2 separate regions of the Capsicum annuum genome follow, and region 1 is linked to region 2. Evidence: chromatin contacts called from public Hi-C data. All regions are on one chromosome and are shown on one strand. Each heading gives the region's core, a stretch centred on a gene start, on an enhancer-like site or on the middle of the called end of the contact. The rest is flanking DNA. Distances are from core to core; before and after follow the strand shown.

Region 1 (7,121 bases), core at 2,404-4,903, 130 kb after region 2:
TGGTTGGTTATGAATCATTTGCCCATTCAACCTAATCCAATTATTATTTCAGTAAAAAAAACAAAAGAAAAGAAGTAATTATATTCTGTATATATCATTCAGGAATATACTTCCAAGTGGCTAAGCACTCAATGTTTTCTCGTCTTGTACTTGTACAAACCATATACATTCTACTACAGTACTACACTCTACATATGGAGGATAAAGAAAAAGATCAAGGAAGTAGTCAATAGACAAATATCTCATATAATTTCACAAGTGAGATCTATAGAAGATAATGATTAACGTGTGTGCGTGTTTTATCCTTTGTGAGGCTAGAGGTTCTATTTCTAAAAAAATCTTCGGCTCAAAAAAAGCATGAATAAAGAAGTATGTTGGAAAAAAATAAAATAAGGAGCAACAACAAATATTTTGACCTATTGAATGGTAAAATTTAGTTATAGTTTTCCTATATATCAAGTGAATTACTAATTTATATGAAAAAATAAATTCTTCTCTACTATATGGTTGCCTCTTTGTAATTTAAGTACTAAGTATCATGTTTTATGCTAGTCACAATCCATCCTTCAAACTTGGTGAAATAGTTATCTCCATTTTAACCTCATATTTGTTTACATGATTGCAAATAGGATAAATAACACTTTTTTTGGTGTTGATATCATTTACTTGTTAAAAAAAATTATGCAAAAACGATTTTAATAAAACAAATTAAACTTCCTCTGCAAATTTATGTACTTACATAAATAAAACTACATTTGGACCTCTAAATTCAGCGTTAGCGACTTTTTGGTGCAATTCCAAATATACAATAAAATGTCATTTCAATTGAATAGGGATGAATTTAGATTTTGATTTCTACAAATTTGAGTTTTGAAATTTTATTATAACTCATTTAATTAGTTGAGTTCGAAATGGACGGAGAACCTCCAAAATTTGTAAACTTCTGATTTAGGCATAAAAATCGATCAATTTAAACCTTTTCTTCTTTTTATCATATATATACATGATTGAGCAAGAATGATAAATTCTAATAGAAACATAATTTCTACAAATTTGAGTTTTGAAATTTTATTATAACTCATTTAATTAGTTGAGTTCGAAATGGATGGAGAACCTCCAAAATTTGTAAACTTTTGATTTAGGCATGAAAATCGATCAATTTAAACCTTTTCTTCCTTTTTATCATATATACATGATTGAGCAAGAATGATAAATTCTAATAGAAACATAATTTATACACTATATCTGGGTGTCTCAAAAAAATTAGTGGCCTAAAATCAAACTTTAATAAGAGACCTTAAGTATATACACATACATACAAAAATAATATTATAATAATTGAGAATTGTCGTTTTTCGCTATATATAAAAGTTATTTTTTGTGCAGTACTTTGAAAGATATATAATATTTAACTTCACATATTAATATGATTATTAATAAAAATAAAGATGAATTATAGTTAATAAGATATTAGCCATTTGTTTGTAATACATTAACCTAGATGTTGTAGTCAAAACTATATTTATTAATATCAAGTTTGAGTTGTTTACTTTAAAGTTCGAAAATATTCTGCTATAAATTAGATAACTTTTTCTTTCTTTTTTTTAAATAAACTTTTTAACGTATTTCGCTATCATCATTATTATTTCAAAGTGAAGTTGAAATCACAAAATTTACTATGAAAATTTTAAGGTCTTAAAACTTTGAAGATCTAAAACAAATGCTTTACTAGTCTTATCCTTGAGCCACCTTGAATACATCCTCCCACATTTACACCAAAATATTGGCAAAATGTACTGAGAATTTTGTCACATAATTTAGAATATTAAAAAATATAATTCCTCTCTTTGGTATTGGCTGGAAAAGAAGAACAAAAATGGGGAAATAACTCCATCAGTTTTATTAAGGAAATACTTTTATTAATGCCTAGTAGTACATAATGAATATAGGTAGCAGAAGTTAATAATCAATTGTTAAATATTCCTTCATTCTTAATCGGAGATATTAAATTTGACTCTTGTTAGGTATTGAGTCACCTTTATTTGGACCGTTTTATCTTCAATATAATACTTTTTGTGCAAAGTCAAATTTAAGTGAGCTCCAATATAAAACCTAACACCTCAGTGAATTATTTTTTTAAAAATGACATTAGGCATCCAAGCACCATCTTCTTCAGCCACAGTGACTATCGATACAACAACAAAAATAATATAAATACTAATAAAGGAAGATGATGACAACTCATTTAAAATTAAATGCCATCAATTTTTTTTTAGTATTTTTCAGACAGTTCAATTTTGGGCCATTTTTTTAGTTACTAGTATTTTAAAAGAACAAATCTGAACCTAGTATCTCAGATCTCTTATTCCTTTGTTCCATTCTTTATCATCCTCACTTTTTAAAAGAAAAAAATACATTATTCAAAAAATTTAAAATTACCAAAACCCTATCCGTCTCAATCTATACAATAATAACATATTCATCATAATTTCGTAACTGCGGCCTGAGAAAGGTAATGTATACACAAACTTTACCCATTTTTGAAAAATAGAAAAACTGTTTTGATAGATATTCAACTCAGAAATCCGACTCAATATATATTAAATATAAAAAATGAAATAAAACATATACTATATAAAAAGGAAAATCCTACAAATGATGTTGTTTTTCCTGTGTCTGTATCTTGCCAGCTAATTTCTCTTAATTTATTTTTGTTTATTAAAAATGCACTTTCCCTGTCAATAAAGGGTCCTTGTATTTTGGAGTCTATTCTACTTACATCAATCATACTCTATGTTTGTTTTCAATTATGCTTAATTATTGTAGTAGCGTTGGAAGCATCAATTGTCAAATTAATACAAAGAAAACTAATAAAGAACCTTGAATTATTAGAGAACCTCATACTTGCCCCACACACAGGTAAAAAAAACTTTTATTCCAACTCAGATGGATAAACTATACCTTATAATAAATCGACTAATAATTCATGAATAGTTCTGAAATATTTTTTGTATGGTCATTAAATATATTTCAATCGAGGATCGAGATGGTTAGCCTTATTCATTTTTGATAGTGATTAATGTCTGAACTATCTTATGCACACCTCGACTTTAACATTCTGCGCCATACAAATACACAAATCAATAAACTCAGAGATGGATTATGACTTCCTCACTATCCACAAGCTCCCATAAGTAGGGATGAACTGCTTCCGACTTTAAAAAGGGTTTCCTTTCAGAGCGAGTTTAGAGATATCGAATAATACCTAGTATCTTTCAGTAACAACAGATGTATGAGATAATTCTACTTATAACAAAGACAAAAATGACATGAAAGCAAGTTTAGGGAGCAAATAATACCGATCATCCTCCACCAGCACATGTTGTATCAGATAGCTCTACCTATAAAAAATTGGGAAAACACCAAAAGAATCTTGATTTTGCAACAACGGAGAGGTGTAGTTGGATTTTATGGAGGGGATCTGAATAGCTTTTAGTTCGTTCTTTTCCTTCTTTGAGATCGGGCCAATAGTAGTCGCGGTCCAACCCGAGGGGACCAAAATCGCTATTTCCCCTTTTCCCAATGTTTGTGTGACAAAGACGGGAGTACAACTAGCTGATCTCATCATGCTACAAACAAAAGTTACTTTGTCATACCTGTCTATTTTCAAAGGCACCTTCATTACAGGAGGCCCAGTATTGTACACACATACATTTAACCTAATTATGAGGCTTATAATTTCCCATTGTACTGCTTTTACTTTTGAAATAATAAAGACATGTAATGTTCTCTCGATCAGATAAACAGTTGTATAACAATATATTTGTTATCAGAATATATACAGACCTTACCCTTGTATATTAGTATACTTTCAATAGGCCTTCTGTCGTGCTAGGTTACTGACATATCTTTTTTTGTCGTTATTTGACCCTAAGAATGAATTGGACCCAAATGACATTTTTGTTGAAGCTTTGTGGCTGTATCAATTTCTAAACAAGTGTTAAAGAGCGAGCGAGCAAAGCCCTCAATTTAGTGCTTTCCCTCAATCTCCTCTTTCGTTTCTGCTTAAGTTTCCACGTTTTGTGACTGTGAGATTAATTGATTGATACTGTTTCCGATAGGTCCTCTACCGAGGGAAAAATATTTTACATTAAGACCAAATGTGATTAACAAATAGAAGACAAAATCACACCAATGACAACACTATCATAACAGTGCAAGTACAGAATCCACGATTACCGCAATTATTTCTAGGGAAAATAGCACATCTAAATCAATAACTCAAGTAGAGGCTACATCTTGGGAATCCTAGGGAAACAGGGAGTAACAGTCTACTTAGCTACATGTTGCAACATATCAATTTGACCACAAGCGCATGACGGTTCAGTAACACTGAATGTTGTAAGGATCCATCCACCTGAAACGGGAACATACTCGGGAAAATAAGTGGCTCATCGTTGTTTACTTCCTAGCAGTACCAAATGGTTGAACTTCCTAATAATTTAATATTTGGCATATGATTGAGGTTGCCAAGCTCAAAACTCAAATACAGAACTTAGTTTTGCACTCATGGGACATTCATAACTTGAATGGACTGCAGCATATCGGATACAGCAATGATGAGGTCACCTGACTTGATCATGCCCCGAGCTTTTAGCAGGGAGAAAGTTTTGTTTAGGTTGCTTTCCATATCATCGGAGTAATTCAAACGAAATGGCATTAGACCCCATTGCAGGTTCAGGCGTCTACGGACAGATGTTGCCGTTGTAAATGCAAATATTGGGCAATCAGGGCGGCAGCGTGACAAGAGAGATGCCATGTGCCCATTCTTGGTGTAAACAAAAAGAGCATCAACTTCCAAATTGTTAGCTGCAGATCAGAATGGAAATAATCACTAGACCAAATAGTAAGATATTATGAAGTGTATTATTGAAGACTCTCCTTCAGCGTATGATATAATTATTGGGGTTGAAACGTGCTTTTGGTTTAATTCCCACCACCCATTTCATTAGTATTTGGAGAAGGTAGTAACATTTTCCCATTGCTTGAATAAAAATTAAAATTGGATGAAATTAAAGAAAATGGGAATGGTTTTCCAGTTTTCACTTAATTGCATTTATACATGTATCCTTCTAATTGTTATAAAAAAACATGTACCTACATAAACATTTCCAGGTCTGTATTAAAAGCCAAAAAAAGTGGTGTTTAATTTATGTCCATGCAGCCAGATAATTCATGTGCAAACACAGAAGGTGGTATGTTAGCTCTCAAATGTATCCAAATGTTTCATTTTTCAGACGAGCTAACATGCTGCAATGATGAGCTCCATTATTTGTACACTTTTCAGCATTCCCTATACAGAACCATAAATAGGACAACTTTATTGCCTTTTTTATTTGGGTCTAACAAGGTATTATAATTTATAACTTTGGATATCCTGCCTCGGAAAATGCATGATGCATCAGAACCAGTATTTCTTAGATTCACAAGAGCTTGTCGCTTTGACATGATAATGAGGGCTTTACAATTTCCACTTTTAATTGTTTTTAACGATGTAGCAAATTGAACAGATTGATTAACCAAGAAAAATTCTTCATAGCACACAGCTTTCAGATGATTCTCCTATTTTTTCTTGTTTATAAGCTACAAACATTTCCCAGTTACCTGAGGTTATTTACTAACTTCTGTAAATATTGGGCAAATGCTAAGAAGAAGTCCACTATTGCAATTTCACCATTTGACTAGCCCAGTCCACAGACCACACAACAACAATAGAAACAAAGTAGTTTTAAATCTGCAGGCTATAAAACAAATAAAAAGCAATAAAAATCATATCAATCAGCATTCGAAAAGATAGAATTTTACCCATCTTGGCGGCAGAGTTGCAAATCTCTTCTGAAATACTATCGGAAAATGAAGATGCTATGGATGGCAATTCAATAACTTCCCGGCGTTTTTGTTCTCTCCACCTTCTTTCAATTCTCAAGCTAACATTTCTTAGGACAGTCAATGCCTTCTCAGGAAACTGTCCCATGGCTGATTCACCAGAAAGCATCAAAGCATCCCCCCGTTGCCTAACTGCTTCAGAAACATCAGCAACTTCAGCTCTAGTGGGAATAGGGTATTCAATCATAGATTCCAGCAACTGGGAAGCAACTATAACAGGCCTATTCAGCTGCCTGCATAGTTGAACAATCTTTTGCTGCTCTGATGGAACCTGTTCTAATGGAATTTGAGCGCCAAGATCTCCTCTTGCCACCATAGCACCATCTGATGCCTGAATTATTTCTTCTAGGTTCCTCAATGAGTCAATGCTCTCTATCTTCGCAATTACAGCAATATCACTGCACAACATATCAAACCAGATATATGAATAATTTGATTGCAGAGAATCTTCTTAATGATCTTTGAAAGAATAGGTGTGTTCTGCTAAATGCAGCTTTCCATGCTAAAACAACGATCTTACCCATCCCGAGCCCGGGCTTTAATGTAGCTCTTAAGATGCTTAATGACTTCAGCAGACTTGACAAATGATACAGCAATAAAATCAACACCTTCGGCAATCCCGAAGTCAATATCTAGCCAATCCTGCAGCAGTGAAACACTTGAGATAGAGACCAACTAAATATACTAAATTTCAGCAGTTACGAAAAGTGAAGTGTGAGAAAAACTCTGTGGCTGGATCCTGCATAAATTTAGTGTAAGTAGAACGTTAGGTATATATCCTAATAGCTGTTGTACCAAGCTAAAGCTCACTATACATTCTCTTTGTGAAACATAAATTTTGCAGTATCAACAAAAGAGTCTTTATATCCAGTTTGGAATTCCTTTTAAAGTGAGAATCTAGAAATATTAGCTGACATAAAAATACTGTTTGATAATGGTGGTGACAGGGCCACAACTTCGGTATACCTCAAACTATTTCATTGGATACGTGCCACCTCCACAATACAGGTACCTGTTAACTTTGCCGACCAACGCTTAGGCAGATGCGAGGAAACCACCAAGTGTTTTGTGTTTCCAAGGTTCTCACCCATTTTATTGGAAACTAAGCTGCATCCTTGACTTAACTGATATAAAATACTCCCGTTTTTCCATATTTGTTGTGCTTATTTGATTGG
Region 2 (6,783 bases), core at 370-2,869:
TGAAGAGTTAAAAATTACAGGATCAAAATCTCCATTATAATCACCAAAGAGTTACAATATTTTTCTTCAAAATGGCCACCAAACAAGTGTCAAACAACAAGCAACAATACATAAACCACAACACCAAATACTAGAGAAATAAAGGAGCGAAAATATCAAAACGCAGCTACTGTTCGGGAATGAAGAACAGGAGCTACAGGCCACCAAACCAAACTCCGTCATTTTCTAATCAAAGATTGAGATGAGAGGAACAAGCAGTCCAAAAATCATCTCAATTGGACAAGAAACAAAACGGAAATCGCAATTTGAAGTTGACAGCTATGACTGAATTTTTTAGGCGAAAATCAGCTTTCTTTTCTCTCTTGGGCTGCTGAAAACTCTCTTTTGTGATGTTGGAATAAGACTAAAAAGAAGAATATATATGACCCATAATAATAGGTCTATGGGCGAAAAGTTGGTTGGTCCAAATTGAGCTTCATTTATCTATATAGGAAGGGGAAAAAACCCAATAACCCAACACATTCTTCGAAAAATTCTATTTTAATTATTTTGATGGATTCTTTTTGATCTGCGTACTTTTTTTTAGTTTCAGTCGAAATCATATAACGACAATTCTTATTTGATATATTACTGTACAAGTATTTATAGTTATGAAACTTCTGCCTCCTGTATAGATTGCGTATTAAATTTCGATAAGTAGAGTGTACACAGATCTTATCACTACTTAATAAAGGTAGAGAGATTGTTTCCAGAAACCCTCAGCTTGAGTAGAATCAATCAAAGTAAATAAGAAAAGAGAAATCGACAACGAAGAAAACATAACAACTATTATGGAAACAATAATAGAAAAAAAATAGTGCAATGATTAAAATATCGTAAACGACCTATGATGATATACATAAAAAATAAGACACCAGAAGAATAAAGCTAATACTAAGACATAAACCACCAAAACCTCAAACCATCGAGAAGCAAGACAATACTCCACAATCTACTAATCTTCTATCCTAATCCGTAACTTTTACACAGTCTTATCTAAGGCCATGTCCCCGATAAGTTAAATTATGTTATGTCCTGTCTAAGCGCATCTTTCGGTACTTATTTGACCTACTATTGATTTTTCTCTTACTCACTATATCTAACTTCTCGCGCATGTTCAAACGTTCTTAACCTTATTTTCATCTTGTTCACAACAAAGGTCACTCCCACCTTTGCTTGGATATCTCCATTCCCTAATCCTACCAATGAGGATTAAAACTTTTCAATCCTATGATGAGGCTAGACTTCCTCATAATTGACGTACTTCACACTTCACTTGATCGAGGTCTCGAGCATTTCACTTTCTCACCTCCACGAGTCTGTGCAGCTTCTTATCTCCTTTATCCCCTAATTCAACATGCATGCATTCAAAAATTTCAAAAATTATCGTATTTATCGTTATAACCGCTAATTATGAAATATTTTCTTTCTGGAAATCACTTATTCGAGTATTCCATAAAAAACCTCATTTAACTAAAATCTATGCAAATTTGAATTAATCATGCAATTAAATTTCGAACATCGAATATCGAATGATAATTATTAAAAAATAATAATAATGTATTAAATGAGCGTGTGAATGAAAGTCTTCATGGCCTAGAATTATTACAAAGTACAGACCAATGAAAATGGATTTTGAAGATGATTGTTCAAACCGACTCTATTCCTAGTATGCTTTATATTCCACATCAGATATACAGCCCCTTTTCCGTCTCTATAAATTCTGGTCCACATAAAGAATATTGCCTACTATATTAATCTTGAACCAGGAAACCCCTGCAACTTGGAAATTGTTAACTAGCTCTATAAAGATAGAGATCCCCCACCCACCCCTCTTCCCCCCAAAAAAGAAGACATAGCCCCTTATCGTTATTGAGTTTTGCCATTTCCTTCAAGACCTCAAAAGTCCAATTTTTTCAAGGTATTTTGCACTCTGTCTTCCTTTTTTTTTTTTTGTTGAGGTTTTAATTTGGATGTGTTTTCTCTTTGAATCTTTAATTTTAATTTGTGGGGTTTAAGGGTTTTTAATGTGATTTGATTCTTTATAACTTTTCCGAGGTTGCTTTTCTCATTTTGGATTTTTTGAGGTTTTGGTACACTTGTTGCTCTCTCTCTCTCTCTCTCTCTCTTCTTTTATCTTAATATGGAAAAAAATTCTATCCTTTTTGGTCTATTTGGTATATCAATACATTTTTTCTGTGTTAGTTGGGTGTTTTGTGTGGACTTGCTGAATTGTTTAGTGCTTAATTTGTTGTGGTGCTGCAATAAGGAATAGTTTTTAGTTCTGTTTATAAATTTTCTTGTTCTTTATGCAAATACTATATCATAATGTTGTGATGTGAATAAGCCTTTGTTAAATGAATCTTGTTTGTTTTCCTTGTCCAAAATAGAGAATCTTTTATTGTTTTGTGGTGTATTCTTTGTGTTCTGTTTAACTGGCTGAGATAGGGTGGTTCTACTAGTATCCCTGTTTGTCTACCTATACGGAGTTAGATTTCGCATATGCTCACTCGTCTAACAGTAATTATCTCAGAAAGTTACTTTCGTCGTTGTAAAAAATTGGAATCAAGAAGAAGAGACTTTTTTACATAAGAATGATTAATTGAGTGACCATCTGAGCAATCAAAGCTCCCTATTTGTGGGAGGTTCAAATTTGCCGATGTACTATTTGGAATGACTTAATTTTGCCAAAAGTGCATTTATATCGTTGCCTTTAGCAAATTGTCTCATACTTGTCATTTGGCATTAATGGAGCTCGAACGTGTTTAGGGGTGGACTCCACGTGTTCAATTTATCCGAGGAAGAGAGGTCCAATTTATTTTTTTCAGGTTCTGTCTATCATTGAGAAGTTCCATTAGGGATCAAGGGCGAAGAGCGAGACATTTTCCAAATAACGGGGCAAAATTAGACCAAAGTATAACGGATGGCAAATACTATATCTTGATGCTGTGATATGAAAAAGCCTATGTTAAGTGAATCTTTTTTGTTTTCCTTATTGAAAAGAGAATCTTTTAGTTTTGTGGTGTTAGTTTTTGTATTTTGTTCGACTGGCTGAGATGGAGTGAGTATCCCTGTTTGTCTCCCTAATTGGAGTTGATTTCTTGTATCGTCACTCAACTAATATAATAGTAATTATCTCAAAAAGTTAAATTCTTTGTTGTGAAAATTTGAAATTAAGAAGAAAGATGACTTGATAATAACTATCAATTGAGGGATCATGTCAACCCCATTATTTCTGTGAGGTTCAAATATTCCCCTGTACTATTTCCAATGACTCAATTTCCCAAAAGTACATTTATGTCCTTGACGTTGGCAAATCATCTCATATTTGTCATTTGGCATTTATGGAGCTCGGGTGTGATTAGGGGTGGACTCCACGTGTTCCAATTTTCTTGCCAATTTTTCACTCTATGATTGAGGAATTCCATCAAGGTTGAAGAGCGACGAGACTCTTTCCTAACGATGGGGCAATATTAGACCAAAGTATGACGGATAGAGAAAGTGAGATGTTTTGAATAGGACTGGGAAAAATTCGACCCTTACCCTTTTCTTAATGTGATTTTTCAAATGCAACTCCTAGCGTACAACAACAACATACCCAGTATAGTCCCATGAGTGAGATCTACGGAGGGTAGTCCCATGAGTGAGATCTACGGAGGGTAGAGTGTACGGAGACCTTGCCCCTTTCTTGGCAGGTAGAGAGGCTGTTTCCAATAGACCCTTGGCTCAAAGAAAGCAATAAAGATTACAATTTCAAAGTAATTCCTAGTGTATTCAGATAAAATTTTATTCTTGATGTTCATTTTATGTGCTTTACACCTAGAGTTTGTCCTTCATCCCTACTTGATGTATGTCTTTGACTTCTTGTTTCGGTATTAACCACAAGGAGATTCACTTCATTAATGTTGTTCCTTCTTTTTGCAAGTATTTTGATAATCCGGTGAGTTTGATTCTGTTATGTTCCTAACTAATGCATCTAGACTCTCGAGATTGGCTCCATTTGACGTAGTATTCCCCACATTTTCCTTTTAATGATGGTATGTTGTGCACAGAATGGGAACTTCTGTTGAAACTAAGTACGGGGAATACACATATGAAAACCTTGAGCGGGAACCTTACTGGCCTTCAGAAAAGCTTCGGATATCTATTACAGGAGCTGGTGGATTCATTGCCTCACACATTGCAAGGCGTCTGAAGACCGAGGGGCATTACATTATTGCTTCTGACTGGAAGAAGAATGAGCACATGTCTGAGGACATGTTTTGTCATGAGTTCCATCTTGTTGATCTCAGGGTTATGGATAACTGTTTAAAAGTCACAAAAGGAGTTGATCACGTGTTCAATCTTGCTGCCGATATGGGAGGTATGGGCTTCATTCAGTCTAACCACTCGGTGATCATGTATAACAATACTATGATCAGCTTTAACATGATGGAGGCTTCAAGAATAAATGGTATTAAGAGGTTAGCCAATCTCTCCTGCTTTCTTAGGGAGTGTTGTTCAGTGTTTAACATCAGACGTGTTCTAATGCAAGTCACCTATGCTGTATTGAAGTGCTACTGGTTTTATTTGGACTTTTTTTTTCTCTTTTTAAGATGAAAGGGTTACATTAAATTATGAATATTTCACTTGCAAATTTATATATGACAACCATCGTTTGGCATTCGTTCATTCTAAAATGATGGACTTACCTTGGCAAGGTGGGAGATAGGGGATAATATTGCCATCTAAATTCAGTGCTTTAAAAAACCCCTCTGCAACACGCTGTCCCCAGTGACCGAGTAGAAGAAACCAATAATATACACATACTAATGTAAAAAGTTGTTTAGAATTTTGGGTGTAGGTTAGTACTGTAATTTCCTTGTAGATGGTTGAGTTTACTGATATCAATTTGTTATGTTAGACCTCATGTGCAGAAAGATGACGAAGTTTTTTCTATTTGTCGCACCCCTTTCCTTCTGTGGGCCAATTTTTTTTTACATCCGTAAGCCTTTTCTAATATCTAGTAAAATAAAGCAAAAAGTATTACTAGTCATCTAGGAGCACTGCAATCTTCAGTCATGTTCCTTTATGAGGCAAAACAAGGTGTAGAGACGGGATTTCAACCCGTGGTCTTAAAGTTTCGGGGCTTGGGTGAATAGACTGAAAAAGCTGGCTGACAAATACATTTTCATTTGGTTGATTCCTCTTGCTTTTGATATCTTAACATAACGTGTCAAAAAGTATATTTGTTCCGTGATGAATACCACTATAGGGTCCTTTCCTTCCTTATAGCTGATTCTGATTTCCCGTGTTCGTCCCCTTTGTTAAGTTAGAGTAGCTAAGGATACTACCCTTTCCAATTCCTTAAAAAAAAATCGAAAATTCTCAATAAAGGATATTACTGTTTCCAGAGATTGACCTTTCAAATTTTGGTTACAGGTTCTTTTATGCATCCAGTGCTTGCATTTACCCTGAATTTAAGCAGTTGGAAACTAACGTGAGCTTAAAGGAGTCTGATGCTTGGCCTGCAGAGGTTTGTACCTTGAATTAATATTAATAAGTGTCAGCTGTATTTGGAATTAGATGATCTGCAGTATTGATGACAGTTTTTATTATGACTTTAGCCTCAAGATGCTTATGGCTTAGAAAAGCTAGCAACAGAGGAGCTATGTAAGCACTACAACAAGGACTTCGGAATTGAATGTCGCATTGGACGTTTCCATAACATTTATGGCCCATTTGGAACATGGAAAGGTAATCTCGCTCAAGCAAATTACATGTCGGTACGTTGTCTTTTGTTTTTTTTGAGAAGTGTTCAACTTTTTGTTTAAAACTATAGGTGGACGCGAGAAAGCTCCAGCAGCTTTTTGTAGAAAAGCCCTCACTTCCACTGACAAATTCGAGATGTGGGGAGATGGAAAGCAAACTCGATCTTTCACCTTCATTGATGAGTGTGTTGAAGGTGTTCTGAGGTAACGTGGAACTCTAAACATAATAAGATTTCTCTTCCGGAATTTTAATTGAGAATACTGTGTCACTCAAATATGTAGTCTGTATGGATCTGAGCATCCCATGGTTCAATGCTTGGAGACACCTCCTTCCCTAAAAAACCCCAGGCCAAGAAAGAGAAGTGAAATAAATAAAAGGTTTTTTCAAGCAATGTGCCTCTGATGGAAGGTACACATATGCAATACGAATGACCACCTACTAAATTGAATCCTCCCTAGTCTCGAGTCCTGTAAACCAAATTTGAAGTTATCGAGAAGAGTAGACGACAGAGAATCCGAGAACCTCCTTATTTTGTATGTGAGCTTGGTGGGACTTGGTCCTGTGATACGTCAGAGATCATGGCAAAAAATGCAAAAGAGAGATTTTGGCTTAGTTTTGACCAACAATCTTGGGTTAAAAAGTAAAATATTCTTCTAATGGACCTTTCCCTTGGACCCCATGCCTCACCAGAAATAAATTTAATAGGAAATAGAGGCCCTTCAGAATATCGTTAATCCTAATTGGTGATGTTTTAGCATCTGGAACGAGTCAAACTTTTGTTTTGGAGATGCACTTCCATTGCTCAAACAAATTTATTCCCTATTTAGGTTAACGAAATCAGACTTTAGAGAGCCTGTGAACATCGGAAGTGATGAGATGGTAAGCATGAATGAGATGGCAGAGATAGTCCTCGGCTTTGATGGCAAGAACCTTCCTATCCATCACATCCCGGGACCAGAAGGTGTGCGTGGTCGAAACTCTGACAACACACTC

Evidence for each region. Hi-C and Micro-C count contacts between places; a contact is called where the count stands out from the background.
Region 1: a Hi-C map of leaf shows a contact between it and region 2, with 2.7 times the contacts expected there. The contact joins the enhancer-like site here to the promoter of LOC107864663 in region 2. A contact is called at or near these places in 4 of 5 Hi-C or Micro-C datasets (bud, leaf and placenta).

Annotation. Positions count from the first base shown.
Region 1 is chr3:19,496,043-19,503,163 of UCD10Xv1.1, forward strand. LOC107864665 (pyruvate kinase isozyme A, chloroplastic) reads right to left here. Exons shown (of 6, transcript XM_016711102.2): 4 at 6,467-6,588; 5 at 5,866-6,344; 6 at 4,187-4,869. The coding sequence ends at 4,568. Among protein-coding and RNA genes, the nearest start is that of LOC107864665, 23 kb to the right of the region's middle. Within about 2 kb of position 3,654, at least 5 of the 5 cell types and tissues checked have an H3K27ac peak or open chromatin away from gene starts, as enhancers often do. A contact at or near this core is called in bud and leaf, where this site is marked.
Region 2 is chr3:19,372,456-19,379,238 of UCD10Xv1.1, forward strand. LOC107864663 (GDP-mannose 3,5-epimerase 2) reads left to right here and starts at 1,620. Exons shown (of 7, transcript XM_016711101.2): 1 at 1,620-1,960; 2 at 4,092-4,502; 3 at 5,461-5,554; 4 at 5,646-5,775; 5 at 5,861-5,993; 6 at 6,618-6,783. The coding sequence starts at 4,093.